Regions from separate parts of the Sus scrofa genome. Here region 2 is linked to region 1. The links are chromatin contacts, called in public HiChIP or PLAC-seq maps. All regions are on one chromosome and are shown on one strand. The core of a region is the stretch at or near the end of the contact, and the rest is flanking DNA. Distances in the headings are between cores, read along the strand shown. Region 1 overlaps CDK14 (cyclin-dependent kinase 14). Region 2 overlaps CDK14 (cyclin-dependent kinase 14).

Evidence for each region. HiChIP or PLAC-seq counts read pairs in DNA pulled down with a chosen protein or histone mark.
Region 2: an H3K27ac HiChIP or PLAC-seq map of alveolar macrophages shows a contact between it and region 1. The contact joins two enhancer-like sites. A contact is called at or near these places in 1 of 47 Hi-C or Micro-C datasets (embryonic fibroblasts) and 1 of 2 datasets of contacts at active chromatin or transcription factors (alveolar macrophages).

The regions. Positions count from the first base shown.
Region 1 is chr9:70,895,177-70,901,300 of Sscrofa11.1, forward strand. All of the region lies in intron 5 of CDK14 (cyclin-dependent kinase 14), which reads left to right. Among named protein-coding and RNA genes, the nearest start is that of CDK14, 220 kb to the left of the region's middle. Within about 2 kb of position 3,670, at least 20 of the 83 cell types and tissues checked have an H3K27ac peak or open chromatin away from gene starts, as enhancers often do. A contact at or near this core is called in alveolar macrophages, where this site is marked.
Region 2 is chr9:71,082,843-71,088,317 of Sscrofa11.1, forward strand. The region is part of intron 10 of CDK14 (cyclin-dependent kinase 14); the gene reads left to right. Among named protein-coding and RNA genes, the nearest start is that of FZD1, 260 kb to the right of the region's middle. Within about 2 kb of position 2,284, at least 1 of the 83 cell types and tissues checked has an H3K27ac peak or open chromatin away from gene starts, as enhancers often do. A contact at or near this core is called in alveolar macrophages, where this site is marked.

The DNA.
Region 1 (6,124 bases), core at 2,420-4,919:
GTGTCTCTTAACCCCAACCTCCCATCCATCCCACTCCCTCCTCCTACCCCTTGGCAACTACAAGTCTGTTCTCCAAGTCCATGATTTTCTTTTCTGTGGAAAGGTTCATTTATGCCGTATATTAGACTCCAGATTTAAGTGATATCACATGGTATTTGTCTTTCTCTTTCTGACTTACTTCACTCAGGATGAGAGTCTCTAGTTCCATCCATGTTGCTGCAGGTGGCGTTATTTCGTTCTTTTTTATGGCTGAGTAGTATTCCATTGTGTATATATACCACATCTTCCTAATCCAATCGTCTGTCCATGGACTTTTGGGTTGTTTCCATGTCTTGGCTGTTGTGAATAGTGCTGTGATGTGTCTTTTTCAAGGAAAGTTTTTTCTGGATATATGCCCCAAGAGTGGGGTTGCTGGGTCATATGGTAGTTCTATATAGATTTCTAAGGTACCTCCATACTGTTCTCCATAGTGGTTGTACCAGCTTACATTGCCATCAAGAGTGCAGGGGGGTTCCCTTTTCTCCACACCCCCTCCAGTATTTGTTGTTTGTGGACTTATTAATGATGGTCATTCAGACTGGTGCAAGGTGGTATCTCATGGTAGTTTTGACTTGCATTCTCTAATAATCAGGGATGTTGAGAATTTTTTCATGTGCTTGTTGGCTATCTGCACAAGTTCCTTGGAGAAATGTCTGTTCAGGTCTTTTGCCCATTTTTCCATTGGGTTGTTGGCTTTTTTGCTGTTGGGTCGCATAAGTTGTTTGTATATTCTAGAGATTAAGCCCTTGTCAGTTGCATCATTTGAAACTATTTTCTCCCATTCTGTAAGTTGTCTTTTTGTTTTCTTTTTGGTTTCCATTGCTGTACAAAAGTTTGTCAGCTCGATTAGGTCCCATTGGTTTATTTTTGCTTTTATTTCTGTTGCTTTTGGAGACTGATTAAATCTTTAATTATCAACTAATGCTGTTATTTATTGTTAAATCTAGAAAATCTTTATTCCTCTTTATTCCAACTTCTCTAAACTATGTTGCTTTTATCTGAAATAAGACTTATTTTGTTGAACATAACCTCCTATTTTCAGAGATCTTAAAATTGATGACTGGAGAAAGATAAACATGTTATCAGTGGAATTATAGTATCTAATTACAAATGTCTATAGAGGGGAAAGAGTAGGAGGGAAGCTGTTTTTAAGTCAAAGAGCCTTTAAACTGATGATGAAAGAGGTGACACCAGAGTTATGTTCTAGTGACAGTCAGAAAGGAAGATTTTGAGGGTCTCTTGTTGGTCTTACCCAGCCTGTCCTGTCATTGCAAGAAACATGGACCACATTCTACATCAGAACTTATTAAAAAAAAAAAAATTCGTTCCTATTCTGTTGTCAGAAATTGTCTTCTAGTTAACAATGTTGACATCAGTGATGTTAGAGGCTTCATTATTCCAGGAAAACAGAGGACAAGGAGTAGGAGCAGCCTCTATGTGCTGAACTGACCTGCCCTAACCACTTTGAAGAAGGAAAAAGATATCCTCTAAGGTTGCGCTGAAGAACCGTTAAAGCCATGTATCATTGCTGTCAGTTTTTGACAAATAGCTTTAATCACAACACGCTGTTTGTTCAGTGAGATAAAATAACCCAGCAGAAGCAAAAAATCATGGTATAACTTAGGCATGCCATAAACTGATTGCAAATGGTAACCGATAGGTTGATCTAGTGTGACTCCATAGTGGAGAAGCAGCCAGAGAAGCTGTATCTTAGAGAAAGGAATATTCCTTGCCCTTCTCAAGCCTGAGTTCTCCCAACCCTCTCCAGCTCTGCTTTGGCCGTCTTTTAAGATCTTGTTAAAATCCTGTCTCTTCCCCGAAACCTTTTTGGCTTTTACAAAAATAATCACTTTCCTTTTGTGCTCTTTGTGCTTGCTTGTTTCGTTGTTGTTTGCTTTATGTAGTTATCTTTTAGCACTTACTACATTATACTTTATGGTGTGGTCAGTTGTGTTCAGCTGTAAACCATTGACAAACTCTGGGCCCTTTATATTCTGAGGGTTGTGGTATGAAGCCAGCATTGACTAGTCATGGCCCAGCTCTTTCCCTGCTTCCACCAAAATGCAACTAACCAAGAGTCCAGGTAGTGTTTCAGTGGAATTTAACAGTAATAAAAAGGGCCAAGTAGTTTTTTAATTAGAAAAGAAAGACATCTCTGGTGTGGCCATGGAAGAGATAAAATGTCAGCTGAGCTTAAATGATAGCACCTCAGTTGGTTCGGGCTGCTGTTAACAAAATAGAGAAACTTGTAAACAGCGGAATTTAGTGCTCACATTTCTGGAGGCTGGGAATCCAAGATCGGGCTGGCAGGGTAGTTGAGTGAAGACCTTCTTCCAGATTGAAGACTTCTCATTGTATCCTCATGTGGTGGCATTGGCTAGAGAGCTCTGTGGGATCTCTCTCTCTCTCTTTTTTTTTTTGGCCTTTTTGCCATTTCTAGGGCTGCTCTCATCTCTCATGGCATATGGAGGTTCCCAGGCTAGGGGTTGAATTGGAGCTGTAGTCACAGCAACGCGGGATCTGAGCCACACCTGCTACCTACACCACAGCTCACGGCAATGCCGGATCCTTAACCCACTGAGCAAGGCCAGGGATCAAACCCGCAACCTCATGGTTCCTAGTCGGATTCGTTAACCACTGAGCCACAACAGGAACTCCAGGATCTCTTTTTTTAAAGAGCATTAATTCCATTCATGAGGGCAGCACCCTCATGACCTAATCACCTCCCAAAGGCCCCACCTACTAGTACCATCCCCTTTGGGGATTAAGATCACAACATGAATTTCTTGAGGGTGAAGGAAACACAAACATTCAGAACAGAGTAGATAGGTAGGCTTCATATAAAGAGAAATGAACAGAGAAAGGCACACCTGCTAGGATGGGTGGCTAAGGTGGGAAATATCCCCTTTTCCCCCCTTTCTCAACATTACCATTTTGACCTCCATTTAGGAAATTAAGTCTCTTCACAGTGGGGTATGTGGATGGTTCTTAAATGTTTTCTGGTGAAAACTCTAGCTGTTCTTGTGTTCACTGATAATCTACTAAAAGATAATTTCAGTATTGTCCTGGACAAAGTCTTAGTTCCTAGGACTTCTATTTTGTTTCAAAAGAAAATTTTTTTGTTACTCCATTATGTTACTCTGTGGTTCTTTGTTGACCCTGGGTCATTAATATGGCCTGGGCTTCTGGGGTACGTAGGAAGAAACCAAGAGAACCATGTAAGAGAATGCCAGGAAGCCGGAGAAAGGGGAGATAGAACAAGACACTGAAAAGGAAGAATGTGTCCAGCTGAGGGGGATCAATGAGGAACTAAGAACGATTTGAATGTCTTAATAAGCAAGAGTGAGTTTGAAGTTGATAGAACCATTTATGGAAACAGAAAGTCAGAGTTGGCCATGGTTTTTTGGCCAGGGGGATTGTATCAATGTTACATATGCTGAATGTGAGATGATAGCCATTTTTCCAGTAGAATTCACCAAATCATAGGATTTTAAAGCTGAGAAGAACTTTACTGAGTATGTCATCTGGTTCCTTCATTTTACAAAAGAACAAAACTGTGTCCTAGAGAGTTCAGTAGGTAGTTTGAACTACCAAGATGAGAGTTAGGCCTGGAGTGCATGTCCTGTTGAGTCATCACTGAGAGTTGGCATTGAATCACATCTTGAAAATGCAGCTCTCACCACAGATTATAACTGATCTTGGAGGGACATGCCAAAAAGATAACGTCATTTCAGTGTTTCTCTATTTCTCATTTTCTTTTGACATTTTGGAATGTGGTGGAACTCTTCACAAGACCCATCAAATAATTCCTATTGTAATTTTTCAAAAAAGAAAATTCATACCATATGTGGAGAAAAAATGTACCCTATAGTTTACTGTGGAAACAGTTTCCAAGTAAAAAGTGAAGGGAAATTTTAGTGTAGGTTGTTGATATTTTTTGGACACATGCCATCTCAGTCAAGTTCCTGCGTATACTCATAAGAATTGGGTTGATAATAGCACTTTTTGAAGGCTCTAACAGTTTGAACAGGGCCCAAGAAAAAGAATTAAAGGAAGTAATCAAGAACTTGGCAGTGGTTCTCTCATCCGTGAACTGATATGTCTTCCTTCTGTTTTAAAGTTTAAGGCTAGTGTGGGCAAGAACCAGCAGCAGGGGTCAGTTTTAATGATAACAACTTGGTTTCACAGAAGAACCTACAATTATAAAATCTTCCTGATGAAGACCAGGACTAATTTTTCTGTTGGGGCTTTTTTTTTTTTTGGAAATTTGAAGCAGTTTCCATGATAAGCAGTGAATTGGTTGGGGTTGTTTATTTAAGATGACCTGGGTGGTATTTTAAAAAGCCTAAATGTGTAATAGGCATTTAATAAATAGTTTTTTTTATTACATTGCTTTCTAAAGGCCTTTAATTGTATTTAAAACATTGAGAGCCTGTGGGAAACAGCTAAATGTTTCTCCTTTCTCAGAGACTTCCAGGGTTGATTTGGATCTGGAATCGGTCCTTCTCTTTGCCCCTGTTACGTTAATACGTTTGGAATAGTCCAGATGGTTGATGGTGTTATAGGGATAATAACTCCCACTATATACCCATTCTAACCAGCAGGTTGAAAACCCACGGAATTGATTACCAGGTAGATTCAAATCCAAGTCCATCTGACTCTACAATACATCCTGCAACACTAGGATGTACCACTTCCTAGAGGCAGGATCACAGAGATTAAGACTTAACCTTAAGTGGTTTGTACTTGATGGGCCCTGAGCCACACAAATCAGTACCCCAATTCCTGCTCAAATTTCCTTTCTTAGCCTAACCCTTGCAGTCCTCTCTAACAGAATCATGAGTGTGTTAGAAAACTGGCCTAGAAGGATTCACCCATGACCAGTTAACTGCTGGAAACATAGATTAACCAATACTAGACATCCTGCTAATTTTAAGGTGATTAATATTGCAGAACTTTTTGATACTGTACACAGTGGAATAATTCATGTGAAAGAAAATACTTTTAATGTGTTGCTCTATCGGGGAGCTAAATGAAACTGAAAATGGAAAAACAGGAAAACAGCTGCTTATCATACAATTTTGTTTTCAAATGCATACTTGAAAGTTTTCAGAATCGGAGATCTCTGGTAGCTCAGCTACAGCTTGAAAAACTATATTTCCAGATACTTCTTAAATTTCCAGAAGATTTTTACCTCAGTGGTAGATTATTGAACATATCGACAAGCCTGTGCTGTTATAATTTCAGATTTACCTAAACCATTAAAGTCATAAAAATATGAGCAAATTAGGGATAATAAACTTGGTTTGTTAAGACTGTTTTCTGTCAACTTTGAATTTTATGCGTGAGATGGAAAAATTCCTGGTATTAACCTGCAGAGTTTAACAGGAATTCTTGCCTTACTTCTTTAAGTAAAACTTTTATCAATCTATAATGTTTTGGGTAAAGAAAAATCTTAAAAGCCCCAAGCGCAAATGGTCAATAATTTTTCGTGTGTATAGATGCACATAATTTGTTACCCCAGTTCTTCATTTGCTGCTGTGTTATTATACATATTGCTATAGTTGGAGCAAAAATAGGACTAGAAAAATATATGAGTATATTATTTTAGTGATTTGATAAACCTGTGTATTGCTTTGGGGCTTCATAAAGCATCTAGGCAAATCCTTAAGTATGGTGATGTATTGCCTTGGTCTCTGCCTGGAGTAGTTAGTGGAAGCTTTATGTGTCATTGGAGGCCTTTTGCATTTCAGAGATGTAGTATAGTGTGAAAGCAAATCTGAGAGGACAGTCAAGAGCCGAGATTTTCGAACCTACAGACCTTTCTTATGAAGAATGTTTATTTTTCTTTGTTTACGAGAAAGTAACTGAAATGACTTATTATGCACACGTGACCCAGAGGATATCTCAGAAGCTTTTCTCAGTGCTGATACTTCCAAGATACAGCCCTTTCTGTATATATGCACATGAATATACACATTGACACATCCCTGTGAATTAAAAGCCTGTTTTAGATAACTCATGTTTAATAAGGGCAGTTCATGGTTTTCTTTTCTCTGGTGAGTGTGATTTAAAACATTTTTTT
Region 2 (5,475 bases), core at 1,034-3,533, 190 kb after region 1:
AGGACATGCAGATACCAGGGGTCAGAGCATTTAGGTGGAGAGAATAGCAGCTTGTTTGTGCTTGAAGATAAGTGTATTAAAATCATAGTTCTCCTGACGGCAGTGGCTCAGGTCACTGCAGAGGCATGGGTTCAATCCCTGGCCTGGCATAGTGGATTAAAGGATCTGCCGTTGCTGCAGTTGTGGCTTGGATTCAGTCCCTGGCCCAAGAACTTCCATATGCCATGGGTTCAACCATAAAATAAAAAATAAAAAAAAAGAAAGAAAAGTTTAAATCAGAGTTCTCAAGCCTGGATTTGATGAACTAAGGATCATTCTTCCTACTGAAGCAAGGGGATTTCTACTACTCTTGTTACTTTGACCAACAATATAGAACACATTTTCTTATAAGAGAAGTCCTTGATTCATGTGGAACATTAAATTCCTATATAGGTTAATATTTAGAGATCTGATTGAGCAAATCTGCAAGAGAGTTTGAAGTATACCGGTTGCGTGTTTCAAGTTGGAATTTTTTTGGAGCAAGAGATTTGGGCTTCCTGATTTAGTTCATCAGAAATGTTGGTGTAGATAAGAGAAGGTGGGAAATGTTTCTGTCTTGGAGAGAGTAGACCGTACTTTAGAGAAGAGAACAGAGTAGGAATATCTAGAGTTCAAAGAGAGACAGGGGGTGCTTTTTTAAAGTCAAAAAAGAAAGTAGAAGAATTTCAAGACGGAAAGCTTGATCAACTGCCCCAAATACTACAGTGAAGTCAGTGGAAGGTCGTGCTGAGAAACTTCTGAGAGAATAGTTCCAAAGGTGTTGGATATTTAAAGTCAGATTACAATGGGTTTAAAGAGTAAGTGTGTAGTAAAAAAAATGGAAACCCTGAGTATAGACAGCCTCCTTGAGAAGTGGCTGAGTAAAGAGGGTCAGATGTCACCTTAAAGGTGTTTTGTTTTGTTTTTCTTTTTCTCTTTTTAGGGCTACACATGTGGCATATGGAAGTTCCCAGGCTAGGGGTTGAATTGGAGCTGTAGCTCCCGGCCTACACCACAGCCACAGCAACCCAGGATCTGAGCTGCATCTGCGACCTACACCACAGCCCATGCCAACACCAGATCCTTAACCCACCTTGTAGGACCAGGGATCGAACCCATGTCCTCAAGGATACTAGTCGAGTTTGTTACTGCTGAGCCACAACAGGAACTCCTAAAGGTGTTTTTTTTTTAAGTTGAGATTTATAAATTTGATTGTGTGTCATAAATATTTTAAAAATAATGACCAGGATGTTTGTAAGGTAGAGGACACCAAAAATAAAAGAAAGCATGTTTGCTGGATTAGTAGACAAGAGGAAATGGGTGGAGGGGATGGTGCTTTGAAAATGTGGATGAAATGATTTTTCTGGAAGATGAGAAAGAAGAGAGGAAAGGAAGGAGAGGCAGATATAGATAAATGGTGCAGAGGAGAAAAAAAGGAATTCAAAGGTGTCCTGATGTGCATGATACTTAAATGAAAAGGACAGTGAGGCTGACAGAGTGAGCTGCATCTGTAGGGCGTTGGGGGCAGGTTGAAGGGAATGAGTAATACTTGCGCAGCAGGTGTAATACCAAGTGGTATTATGATACTTGATAGGACGAGAGAAGGCGGTGGTTCTCTGACCACATTTGCTAATCAGTTGTTGGTCTGAAACATATAATAGGAATAGAAGTGCTCTGTTTCCAATTTCTGTGATTTGTAATGGTTCCTTTCCTATTAACACAAGATTGCTTTTAGGCAAATCCACCCTAGCAGTAAATGTTTCCCTATTGTAGTAGTTTTTGCCAAAGACTTTTCTGGAGGCAGTGGTTCACATCTGTGGTCTAACAGTCTTAAATGTTTTGAAAATGTTTTAATATAATATAGCCCTCTTTTATGTTACCATTTTATTTATACATGACTTTATTGTCAGTATGTGATTACTTCCTGGCTGTTGAAGTTATCTCATGTTATGTAACCATCGCAAAACTCTGGGTGAAGTCCACGGCAGTCGTATTTTATAATTATCAGTCATGGTTTCGGGGTAATACATTCAGTAAAGAGTGGGCCGAGCAGTTCTGGACTTACAGGTCTCTCATATGGTTTCAGAAATATGGCTGTAGACAGATAGTGGCTGGAGCAGAAACCATCAGAAGCTGGAGCAGTTGGGGAACCAGCCACATACCCCTCCCTTCATCAACTTGAGGCCCTATGTGGGTTCTCTCCATGTGGGCTCGTTTGAGCTTCCTCATGGGATGGTGGTTGGTTTCCAAGAGTGGGTGAGTTAAGAGGAAAGAGAAACTCCCTGGTTCCTCTTAACTTAGCTTCAGAAGTGGCTCTGTCAGTCACAGCAGTTACAAACCCTCACCCAGAGTCAAGGAGAGGGGACACAGACCCCAGTTCTAGATGGAAAGAGTGTCAAGAATGCCAGAGTCTAGAGTTGCCCTTGTGGCTCAGTGGGTTAGGAACCCGACTGGTATTCAGGAGGAGGTGGGTTCGATTCCTGGCCTCTCTCGGTGGATTAAGGATCCAGTGTTCCCATGAGCGGTGGTGTAGGTCACAGACATAGCTTGGATCCCACAGTGCTGTGGCTGTGATGTAGGCCTGTAGCTGCAGCTCCAATTCGATCCCTAGCAAGGGAACTTCCATATGCCGCAGGTGTGGCTCTAAAAAGAAAGAAAAAAAAATTGTCCTGAAGCAATGAGTGTGGTCATTAAAAAAAAAAAAAAAAAAGAATCCTGGAGCCATGTTTTAAAACTGCCACATTGATTGTGTAAATTTCCATTAAGGCATATCACCATTTGGATCTGATAACAGCTTGGTAGGAAAAAAATAATCTAGGAAACAATTTTACCAAGCTTCTAAAATTGTTGTTGTTTATCCCATCTCCTTATAGCCATTGCAGTACTGCTTCCCACGATGAATATGAAAGTGTGAATTGTCACAGAGTGTTATTTCATAGGTCATGAGGTCCCTTGTTTGTTCACTCTCCTTTTCTTCCTTTTTTGACTAGCAAGTTCACAGATGCGTCAGACTAAAGAAAATGGTCACATACTGCCATAGTGTGACACATCTGCGGTGTAGGGAGGAGGTGATGACGCTTCTTAGCAAATTCTCAGAATGTTATCCATAAAACAGATTTTCTTTTTTGCCCACACCCTCTGCATGCAGAAGTTCCAGGGCCAGGGATTGAACCCGTGCCGCAGCTATAGCCAGAGCCACTGCAATGACAAAACTGGATCCTTAACCCGCTGAGCCACCAGGGAATTCCCAAAGTAGATTTCTCTAACTCAAATTCTGCCTGAATTTTTTTTTTCCATTTAGAACATCTTTAATTCCTCAGAACATCACACTTTACCTCCTGTGATGGTTCCAGTGATGCCCAGTGATGGTTCCTGGTATTTATTCCCATGTATAACCCCCTTTCCCTGAGTGTGGGCTGGACCTACAGATTTGCTTCTCGTGAATAGATTGTGACAAGGAATTGGAATGTGACTTCTGAGACCATGTTACCGAAAGAAAGAAGTAGAAATCTCTTACTGTATCCCTGGCTGGCTCTGAGGGAAGCCAGCTGTCATGTTGTAAGCTGCTCTGTGGAGGGTCCCTTTTTTTCCCCCAACTCAATGGATTGTATTACATTTATAGTTGTACAACCATTGTCACAACCCATGTTTTTACAAAATTTCCATCCCAAACCCCCCGCCACCCTTCCCCACATGAAACCTGTCTCCTTTAGTAACCATAAGTTTTTCGAAGTCTGTGAGTTAGTTTCTGTTCTGCAAAGAAGTTTCATTGCATCCTTTTTTCAGATTCCACATATAAGTGAATATGACATTTGTGTCTCACTGTCTGACTAACTTCACTTAGCATAAGGTGGACAGTCCCTTGAGTCAAGTGGCTGACATTTCTAGGCAGCAGCCAGTAAGGACCAGAGGCTTGGCAACAGCAATGGCAGTGACCTTGGAAGTGGATCCCCCAAGTTGAACTTTTATATGTGAGGCCACAACCATAGCTAACACTTCAAATGTTACCTGGTGAGAGACTTGGAGCTAGAGGCACCCAGCTAAGGTACACTTGGATCCCTGACCAAAAGATAGCATGAGGAGTTCCCATCGTGGCTCAGTGGTTAACGAATCTGACTAGGAACCATGAGGTTGCAGGTTCCATCCCTGGCCTCAGTCAGTGGGTTAAGGATCCGGTGTTGCCGTGAGCTGTGGTGTAGGTCGCAGATACAGCTTATATCTAGCGTTGCTGTGGCTGTGGCGTAGGCCGGTGGCTACAGCTCCAATTAGACCCCTAGCCTGGGAACCTCCATATGCCATAGGAGCGGCCCTAGAAAAGTCAAGAAAAAAAAAAAAAAGACAAAAATAATTTAAAAAAGACATCATGAGATAATAACATGTTTGTCACTTGAAGGCACAAGGTTCTGGAGTAGCTTGTTCCACAGTGATCGGTAACTAAGACAGCTCCTTTGAACCCATGCCCAAGAAAGAGTAGGTACTGTTACTACTGTTTTATAGCTGAGAAAACTTATCCTCAGAGATTATATGAATTTGTCTAAGAAGATGTGTTCAATAAATGACAGAACTGAAACTAAATCCTAAATCTGCTGACTCTTCTATGGAGATACTCTTGTTTTCCAGTTTTTAGGTTGTTTCTGCTCTGATTCATAACCAAGAGTGTGCATGAGGTTGACTTGAGAATCATTCCCTGATTACACATTCAGAGGCCCCACTCAGGGCTGTTAGAATCAGAGTCTCCAAGGATGGAACTCTGCGTTCAGGCCAACAAGGAGACCCTGATTAATGAGTCCTGCTGGTTAAGAAATTCCCCTTTAAAAGATGCATGTCATATGCTTGGAAATGTTGTGTGTGTTTTAAATTTTCTGGCCTGATGTGGAAACCTAAAAACCTAGAGAGTACAGGCACAGCATCCATAATATAGAAATCATTATTCAGTCAGACCTGTGTTTCTTACCAGGAATCCTTTTGGTATGATTCTCAGGTGGCACGCCGTATAACGGGTCTATCTGGGGATTGCTTTCACATGGCCTTGTATTAAAAATATCACATAACTATTATTAGAATTGTGTACACAAGCAAACAAAGATCTGTAATCATCTATATAATCATCATAGCCCAGCTGCTGTAACTTCTTATCCGGCTGATTACTTGATTAACCTCCTGGTTTCCTCCCTTATTTTGCAACCTACCTTTTTTTTTTTTTTTTTTTTTTGCTTTTTAGGGCCGCACCCGCAGCATATGGAAGTTCCCATGCTAGGGGTTGAATTGGAGCTGTAGACACTGGCCTACACCACAGCCTCAGCAATGCAGGATCTGAGCCACATATGCAACCTATACCTCAGGTCATGGCAACGCCGGATCCTTAACCCACTGAGTGGGGCCAGGGATCAAACCCGAGTCCTCATGGATACTAGTTGGGTTCATTGCTGCTGAGACACGATGGGAACTCCTCAACCT